2 separate regions of the Drosophila melanogaster genome follow, and region 1 is linked to region 2. Evidence: chromatin contacts called from public targeted proximity ligation data. All regions are on one chromosome and are shown on one strand. The core of a region is the stretch at or near the end of the contact, and the rest is flanking DNA. Distances in the headings are between cores, read along the strand shown.

Region 1 (4,424 bases), core at 296-2,795, 220 kb after region 2:
CTTATAAATATATTCACTCAAGCGAATGAAGTTTCCCAGTGGAATATTTGTATTTTCATTCCTTCAACTGGACAAATATTTAAATTCCTACTCTGCTATTTGAGGCTCCATCTCAGTTTGCATTGGAAAATCTCTTTCCCAAACAATTGATGCCGAGAAAATGGGAGAAATACATACCCGTAAATCAGCAAAAGGATGAAGATAAGGCAAAGAAAAGTCAACAAAAACAGCACTAGATATGTCGACTCATTCCGAAGTTGGACCGACCAATCCCGCCCACTTTTCCCTGCTCTTGATGCTGCTTTTTCAGATAAGCTCTGGCATACAACAACGTGAAGCATAAAAAAGACTACACCCACATGGTGAAAAACTTCGAAGTGCTGCCTGCATTGAAGCGTTGAAATTAGGCTACCTGAGCCATAGGAGAAAGATGTGGGGGGGGGGGGTTTGTTGGGCACTTGGAGGTAGAAAAATAAAGGGGAACCAACTGTAAAACTACTGCAAATGGGCTAACAACTATTTGGCTTCCTGATCTTCTTACCATAACTGGGCTTCTCTCGCAGCGACTGCTCCAATTGTGGTCAATTGTTGGTCAACAGCAGCCGCCAGTTACATAATAAAAACTGTGCGAAAAGGAGGACACACAAGTGAAGTGAGTCCAGCATCTTTAAGTTGCTTCTAGTTTCGTTTTGTGTATCTCGCAAATGTGTGTCACTTTGAGGGAATTACTTTGGCCAACAGCAGACGCCCTACAAAGAATAACAGCTAGGAAAATCTTCGACTCATTTCGAATGGCGCCAACAAAGAGAATCGCGCAGCGGCGGGGGAAATGCGGAAAATACCCGGAAAATTGGGTGACAAATTCGCTTGGTGAACATGTTTAGTTGAAAAGAAATGCCAACAGTCGCTATTTAGTTTCGTTTAATATAAGAACAGTGAATATGTTAGCTCATCTTTAAAATCACTTCAACATTTAAGTCCTAAAATAATTAACTTATAATTGGTTTAATTCACATGCAAAGGAAAATGACTTAATTTATAGCAGCGCTTTTCATGATGTTTGTTTTAATAAATTTATTCATATGGCTGGGAAAAAATAACCCATTGCATCTTCCCACACCGAGCAGTTAATTAATTTCAAACTAATTTGTTTCCCAGTCCAAAAGATCATAAAATCGGCATACCCAACCGGCTGGTAAACAGATATTACACATCATCAGAATCACAGCACGAGACCAGAAATTGTTAAGACGAAATGGCAATTTCGGACGCGTCTTCCCCAATTTCCGCGGCTGTTTCCCCGTTTTTTTTTTTTTTTTATGGCCCAAAGGGAAAACCAAATACAAAATAAGGCAAATAATGTGCGCTATATGCAAAACACACGAAAATAAACAACGCAGTCGACGTTGTCGTCATTATATTATTTTTATTTCATTTTCTTTACACGATTTTCTGTGGCGAGAACCGGTTTGGGGAGCATCGTTGGACGTTTGAATGAATGCAGCAGCTTCCAAGATTTTGGCAACAACAACCAAGTACAACAAAAGCCAGTGAAGGGCGCGGCAAAAGCAACAGCAACAATATCATTAAAAAATAACCAAACAAAAAACAGCAACGGGTTTTCGCGAAAGTTGTTGTCATTGTTCGCTTGTTGTTGCTGTTATTGTTTTCGCTGCTATTCTCGCTTGAGCGGCAGTTTTTTGTTACTACTACAGTAAGGCATTGATAACATGAATTTTTTACAGATGGATAAATCTGACTATTAAATATGAATAATAAGTACTATTGTTTGCTTTTATGAACCTATATTATATCAAGATATAATTATTTAGATATTTATTCCATATATTTTATGAAGTATACACTTTAACAATAACCACTGTAGTGGGTCTTAAATTTTTCGGGGCGCCCGCCAGATTCGCTTGAGGCCAAAAGCGAGACAGTTAAAGAGGCAGAGAGAAAACCCAAGAAATATGGCTGACTCTTGCTGGAAAAATGTTTTCTTCTCATTGTTGTAGGTATGTAATGTTACACGATGTGAATGGGTGGTACCTCAAGGGGGGTGGGGGTAGCAACGGGAAAAACACAGTACTCGGGCAAAAAACAAGCCATAAACTGACAACCAGATGAGAGTCAAGGAGTAAAAGTATGAAAACATCCATTCGATATGCGGATAAATTATTACGAGCACACAAATTATGAATGTTTAAGCTGGATTTATGCAAAGGGTTCAAAACGTATGGATTTTCACTTGAATTTGCAGCTTAAATAAGCTGCTTTGGTTTTTATACATTTAACGTTCTATATATGGTACATTTGTTTGTACATACATATACGATCTATTGAAGGTGTACGAATTCCGTTCTACGTAAAATGTCAATTGGCTTGCTCCACTTTAAAGCGCACTACTCGCTTATAAATAAACAAAAATCGTCGCTGATAACTACACCGCAAACACGATGAATAAATATAAGTGAATAAAAAACGAACAGCTAACAATAACATGGGGGAATTTATTTGCACAACGTGATGTGCTCAACAATTTGTTAAAAACAACACAGAGAAGAAGAGTTGAGAAATAAACTTAAGCCGGGGATTTTAGGCACCTAACAAAGTCAAAGGTATATATATAAATTATTTCTACAACTTATCGCATGCAACACATTTTGTATTTGAGCCAACGAATAAATTACCACAAAAGCAAAAGTGAGTGAAAAATCAGAGACTGAGGCTGACACAACATGTCAAAGCTGAAATCCCACAAAAACAAACCAAAAGTTAATTACAGTGAATAAGAGTAATGTATTGGCGGTGGGTGCGTGAGAAAAATGTGCTATTATTATCGTAAACATCGGTAAATGTAAATTTTCCTTCACACTCGCAAATAAATTCACATAAATTTTTTGGTAACTTTAAGGAGTTAATAAATTATAATCTTCAAGACCTAATTCAAATCACGGCTCATCTCTAGCTGAGTGCGAGAAAAAAAAATCGTGGCCAAAATGTCAGACAGGTTGAAGCCTTTGGCGGAAAGTGAAACACTCGCAGAGAAAAGAAAAATTTTTTTTGTGTGAAAAATAAATTGCAATTTTCTCTCATTTGCACCCCATGCTAATTTTCTTTATAAAATAGATTTTGGTGTGGTTTTTTTTTTGTTTTTTCTTGTTTTTTTTTTATTTTTTTGAAGGTTATTCGGCACTAATTGAAGCCAGGCAATGGCAATTACAAATGAATTGAACGCACACACCGAGTCGCTGGCAATTTGTGGGCCCGGTCTAATGTCGATTTGATTGCAATATGAAGCCTGAAATTAAATGTAATCGTTTGCAATCGAATTGGCAAGTGAAAGGGGAGTTCAGTTGGGGGGATAGGTCACGCCCGGTGGCACGTTGTTGGGCAAGGTATCGAAAAAGCATCGCACATCGTCAAATGCACATGCACAAAATTTTAAAATCGCATTACGTATACGCAACGTTGCGCAGCAAAGGGAAAACATAGCGGTGTGGGGTGTATATTGATTTGAATTTGTTTATTTTCGTATATTTCGTTTCGTGAATGAACCCGAAGCATTGAAGCGAAACGGCATAGTCATCGGCAATGACAAAATCCGAATCATTTTACATCGCGCCTAGATAGTTGTTGACATTGAGCAGAGTGAATGACAGCTAAATTACTATGGACACTATTATAGAGTTACTGATTATTAAGATCTCTAAAAATAACAGAGAGAAAAATGAACAAGCACAGCAGGCTTGAATATTTATAAATAATCTCATCATTCATTTAAAATACTCCTTGAATTCGTAATAACATCTTTTTCATTTGTCATTTGTCATCAAATTCCAATACAAAAATACCCATGGCTTCAACCATCTCATTCACCTGAGCCCAGGCAATCAAAGTTGCAGCTAATTGTATGCCGTTGCAGGCACAATTCCCATTATTTACCGGCAAATTGCCGGCGTCTGTGTCAAAGTCAATTATGAAACCAATTTCAGAACTGATTCCCGGCTTCTCTGCCCAACCGTTTCTCCATTTCTCTATGTTTCTCCGCATTTCTCCCTACACAGAGAGAGAGAGCACGTAATTGGTCAAAATTCGTGCGGCTAACAATCGTTCAAATTAAACGGAGAAGGAGACTTTATGAATAATGGAATGGCAATGAATCATGCGACGATCGAACGAATGAACAATAACAAATTGCATATTAAATGCTTGGCCATAAATCGTCAAAGACTTTGCAGCTGCCTCCCATTTTCTATACACTTTTTTCCAGCTTTAATAAAATCCCTCATACGCCCAGTTGGACGCATATAAAATGCATGCCGCTAATTGCATTGACATTTGACATCTTCCGAAGGGTTTTATAAATAGATATGAACATCGTCATCGACTTAATTGACTCGTGTGTTGGAGAAAAAATT
Region 2 (4,464 bases), core at 1,084-3,583:
GCGGCTAATTGTCTTTCAACGCCCACGCAAACGGTTTTATTTTCGGTTTTTTGTAAGCTTTTTTCCAGCCTTCATTTCTTGTTCCAGAAACTAGTTCGGCGAACAGCTGTTTTTCTTCCCATAATCGGAGCGATTTTGTGTGTTTTGCGATCTAGTCAGGGGCGTAGTCAAAGATACGGCGGTGGCAAATGTAAAATATAGTTTGAGTGCCACAGGTAAGCCCCTGAATATCTTACTAATGGTCTTGATTGGCTGGAAATCCAACCATATTTGGCTTAAGTATTTAATTGACATTTTGTGTCGTGGCTTTTGTTTTGAAATACCGAGTATATGGCCTTAATTGGGATCATGTGTTGGTAAATAAGTCGTTTCAAATTTCTTGGAAAAGAGAAAAATTTGGTGACCAGGAAATAGTTAAATTCAGACTACAATATATTTTAAATTCATATGTAATTTCAATAATTATTTCACCAACTGATTTCCTTTCATCATCAATCAATCCTGTCAGAATGAATTTCTTTCTGAATTTCATGCTCATTTTACAACATTTCAACTCATGTTCAGTGAGCAATTTTACTATTTCATTTCGATGAAGAATGAAGTTTGCAGCGAATTTTCCGCACCACAACCAATATGTCAGTGTTTTCCCCTCGGAAATGCAGCACCCGCGTCAACAATTGGGCAATTCTTCAAGCGGAAACAATTTCAAATGCATCTTGAGCTTGCATTGAAACAATTTCTCACGATTTTGCCATTTGGGAGCTTCTGTTTCGCCTCGGCTCATAAATGTTGCATTAACCAAAGAATATAAAACATCTGGTAGAGTTGGCTTTATTTAAGCTGAAGTTTAAATGTTTTGCTTGCATTATTGAGCAGTTTTGTGCAGCAGCTGGTTGATGCAACTGAAAAGGGGGAACAAATAAAACCAAGGAATGTCACTCGAGTTGCAAGTTGTCTGCCAAGGCCATTACAACAACAACACACTAACTGTAGTTGCTAGTTGCTGGACTTGTCTTGTCTTAGCCGCTTGTCAGCGAACTGATACTTGCAGCTTAACTATCGTTAATTGCCGCACGAGCTGCCGCTTGTGTTGCCTCGTTTTAATTACACCCAGCTCTGTGTCTGTAACTCACAGTCGCTCCTTCTAAACTGCTTCATTCGCCGGCCATAAAAGTTATGAAGTTATAAGACGTTGCACAACAGAAATTAAGTACCTACACGCTAAACAATAAAACTAGACTTCAGTTGAAGAGCAGTCAAAGTATATAGCCACCATAATAAAACGAAGGAAAATAAATCCAGTAGTACCTTTCTGTTTAGTTTAGTACGAACTAAACTATTTACGAACAGAGATCGTTTTTAAAATCGTTTTTAATGCTTGTATAGTGCAGCACTTGCTTGGACTTCTTTTTTTTCCGGTGCAGCTTATAGTTACAGCGCTTCCTCTTCAGCTTTTGATGAGTGCATTCCATAGATCAGAATTACACAGACCGGAATCACGCACACATATGATCTTTTCTGTCTTCTGAGCTGTGGATAACATGGAATGATTCATTGGATTTTTCTTTCTTGAGTTCGAGTTTTTTGAGGATGTCTGTAAAGTGGATTTAAGATATGAAAACATGTTCGTAGTTGTGTTCACTTGAAATACAGGGATTAGTTGTAATACATTTATTCGTTCCAAATAAAAACGTAAAATTTCACAACGACAACCACTTAAATCTGGTCACCTCGACTTAGATAAAACTACAAACACCTCTTGCCTCAAGTGAAAAATCCTCAACTTACTTAACCAACAATTGTGACACTTATTCCTCCGCCCACTTCCGCTCCTATGAAATAGAGGATAACTTTGCTCGACTGAAGTGAGATTCTTGAGATAACTCGAGGCTCCTTTGCTCCTTTTTGGTGTAAATATTTTATGGCGTCGAATGTCCGACTTTGACACTTGGTTGTCGGCTATATCGTCGCCATCGCATCATCATCATCGTCGTCGTCGTCGTCTCTATTTCTTTGTGCCAGTGATACAGTTCTGTACAGTGTTTCACCTCGCTCTTAGCCATGTTTTTCTCGTTTTTGCAGGCTTGTCATAATCCTTTCTGATAGCATTTTATGTCACAAGCCATGGCCAAACACACTCGACGTTGTCTATGGCTTTAACCCTTGACTGGTGTCCGTCTATCTGGCCGCCAGTCGCAGCCACTTGATAACTTTACACTTGAGCTCACTATCGCTGCTATTTTCAGACCTACTCAATGGCAGAAAAAAAAAAATGGGGAAAAAACCGAGAAAAATGTATATAAAAGATTCAGCAGCCGAAGACGAAGCGCGATAAGCAGCTAATGGTCGCCGACTGTTGATGCTTCCTCCACCGACTCGCTTTTATCTCCCGGAACTCCACACCCACCCTCTCTCTATATGGTATCTCCGCCACTCACTTCCCAAGTCTTTTCAATGCCCTCAGAAGAACTAAACTGGACTCTGCCCGCATATGTGCTGCTGACACAGTGATAACTGCTTTAAGTGGATCTATAGTTCCATGATACATGGAAATGCGGGTCGTAAGCTTTAAATTGATTTCAGAGCGGCTTAGATGTGATTAAAAATCAATTAAAAGCAGATTTACTGTTAAAATAGTTACTATCTCTTCACACTTAAGTTAAACTTTCTATTATCAAGCTTTTGGCCTTTCTAAAGCTTGACTGATTGGTATTGAACCTACGAGTGCTGACCAGTTTCTTTATATCCAGTAATCCCTGTACCATCACAGTCCATTCAAGTGCCACTGAGCAGATTCCGCTATCAGAACACGCATCGTTTCTCGCTTTTCGTCTCGCTTTCCCATCGCTTTTCAGCATTGTATTTACGCTCTGATTTGTGAAGAGCAAGAAACGCTACAGATGCCATCTGCCCCGCCCACCGACCAACGCCAACATCCCGACAACTTTCCGCCCCAACTTATCTGAAGATTTGAAGTACATACATATATGTGGACAAATCCGCTTTGGTGGCCCGTTTAATATGTCATGTCATTGATATGAAAACCCTCTTTCATTTGGTTTCAGTTTTATTTTCCGGCATGTGAGCTGATCTCCGCGACGGCCACACGTCGTATGAGTAATCACGCACATGACCTTTCGCTCGCTTAAGCACATTTAATGCAGCTACCCCCCACCTCCCACTAAATGTTGCACTATTAAATAAGTTATATGAGAAAGTACTCATACATGTTGCCAGCGCAAAATCCATATAGCGGAAGATTTTTTTACGCCCTCAGCGCGTTGAAAAGAAATTTATGCGGGTATTTTCCGTGTTTTATTACACGAATTCCTGAATTTCTGAGTAATTTAGTGAGGCCTCTAACATGGAGGGTTTTCCTCGATTTTTCCGTGCTTATGTTTGTGACATTGATGAGTGGCACTGAGCACTGAACTGTGTTTCGGGTTAATGGTTCACCATTGCGAAGGGGTTAAAGGTTTCGAGAAAAATATTTAATTTTTTTTCTTCTCGTATATATTTATCATGAAATACTGAAATGTAGTTAGGTAATAATAGCAGTAAAATAAATACAGACTCCACCGACTGATAAGCAGGCAACTAGAAGCACTTAAAGTGCACCTGGCACTCCCTGAGTTGCATTACATCATTCGGTTTGTTCTACTTCTGTCAATTATGTGTGTTTATCTTTTTTCACCGATTCCCAACACCACACATTTTCCAATTTCAAACAGCTTAACCCCTTGGGACACCGTGCTCGGGATTATTCTGCATTTTCGCCGACTATCATTGACTGTCCATAAACATTTGTGCCCCGTTCCATTTTATTATTTTACTCTCTGCCGGTGACAGGCGTTTCGTACATGTTCGATAATTTGTTTTTAAACGGCTCATTGTTGCTGGTGTTGCTGCTGTTTCGACTCTTGTCGAATGGGTACATTACATTACAGGTACATGTGTTGTCTGGAGCTGAAGAAAAAACCGAATCTTTTTTTATATGCCAGGCCAAGCGTCAATGCTGCCTGGAAAACGTGCCTTGAATGCGAGCAGGTTTTTTCCCCCCCCCCCCCCCCTTTATTTTCTTTGGAGGCTCACCGCCCATAATAAAAGTATTTTAAGTGAAATTCACAGCCTTCCGACGTAAATCGTAAAAATTCTGTTTTCAACGCGGCTTTTACTATTTCGTTGTTTGGTTTCTTTGGCGGTTGTGTTCTGGTCTGCTGTTTGGCAACGCGGGTAGAATTCAATTAGGCTGAAATAGTTTGGAAGTCAATTTGCAATTAGCTGCAGAGGAAAAAATGATTGGCTCTTTGAAAAAAATAATATCCACAATAAGGACATATCTTGCATGCTATAAATCAGTGAGCTTACATTTAATTTGATTATATAATACAGAATCATTTAAATAAATATTTATCAGTGTAACTGGCAAGTTTGCCGCCAGCTCGTCTGGTTCTCATTTTTTTT

The links.
Region 1: a contact with region 2 is called in a targeted proximity ligation map of the Kc167 cell line, with 5 times the contacts expected there. A contact is called at or near these places in 5 of 107 Hi-C or Micro-C datasets (the Clone 8 cell line, the D17-c3 cell line, the Kc167 cell line and 1 more) and 3 of 7 datasets of targeted methods (the Kc167 cell line and the S2 cell line).

What each region holds. Positions count from the first base shown.
Region 1 is chr3L:3,769,921-3,774,344 of dm6, forward strand. The region is part of intron 2 of CG32264; the gene reads right to left. Among named protein-coding and RNA genes, the nearest start is that of ppk27, 17 kb to the left of the region's middle.
Region 2 is chr3L:3,553,966-3,558,429 of dm6, forward strand. lncRNA:CR45820 (long non-coding RNA:CR45820) reads right to left here and starts at 2,334. Exons shown (of 1, transcript NR_133166.1): 1 at 1,666-2,334. All of the region lies in intron 3 of Eip63E (Ecdysone-induced protein 63E), which reads left to right.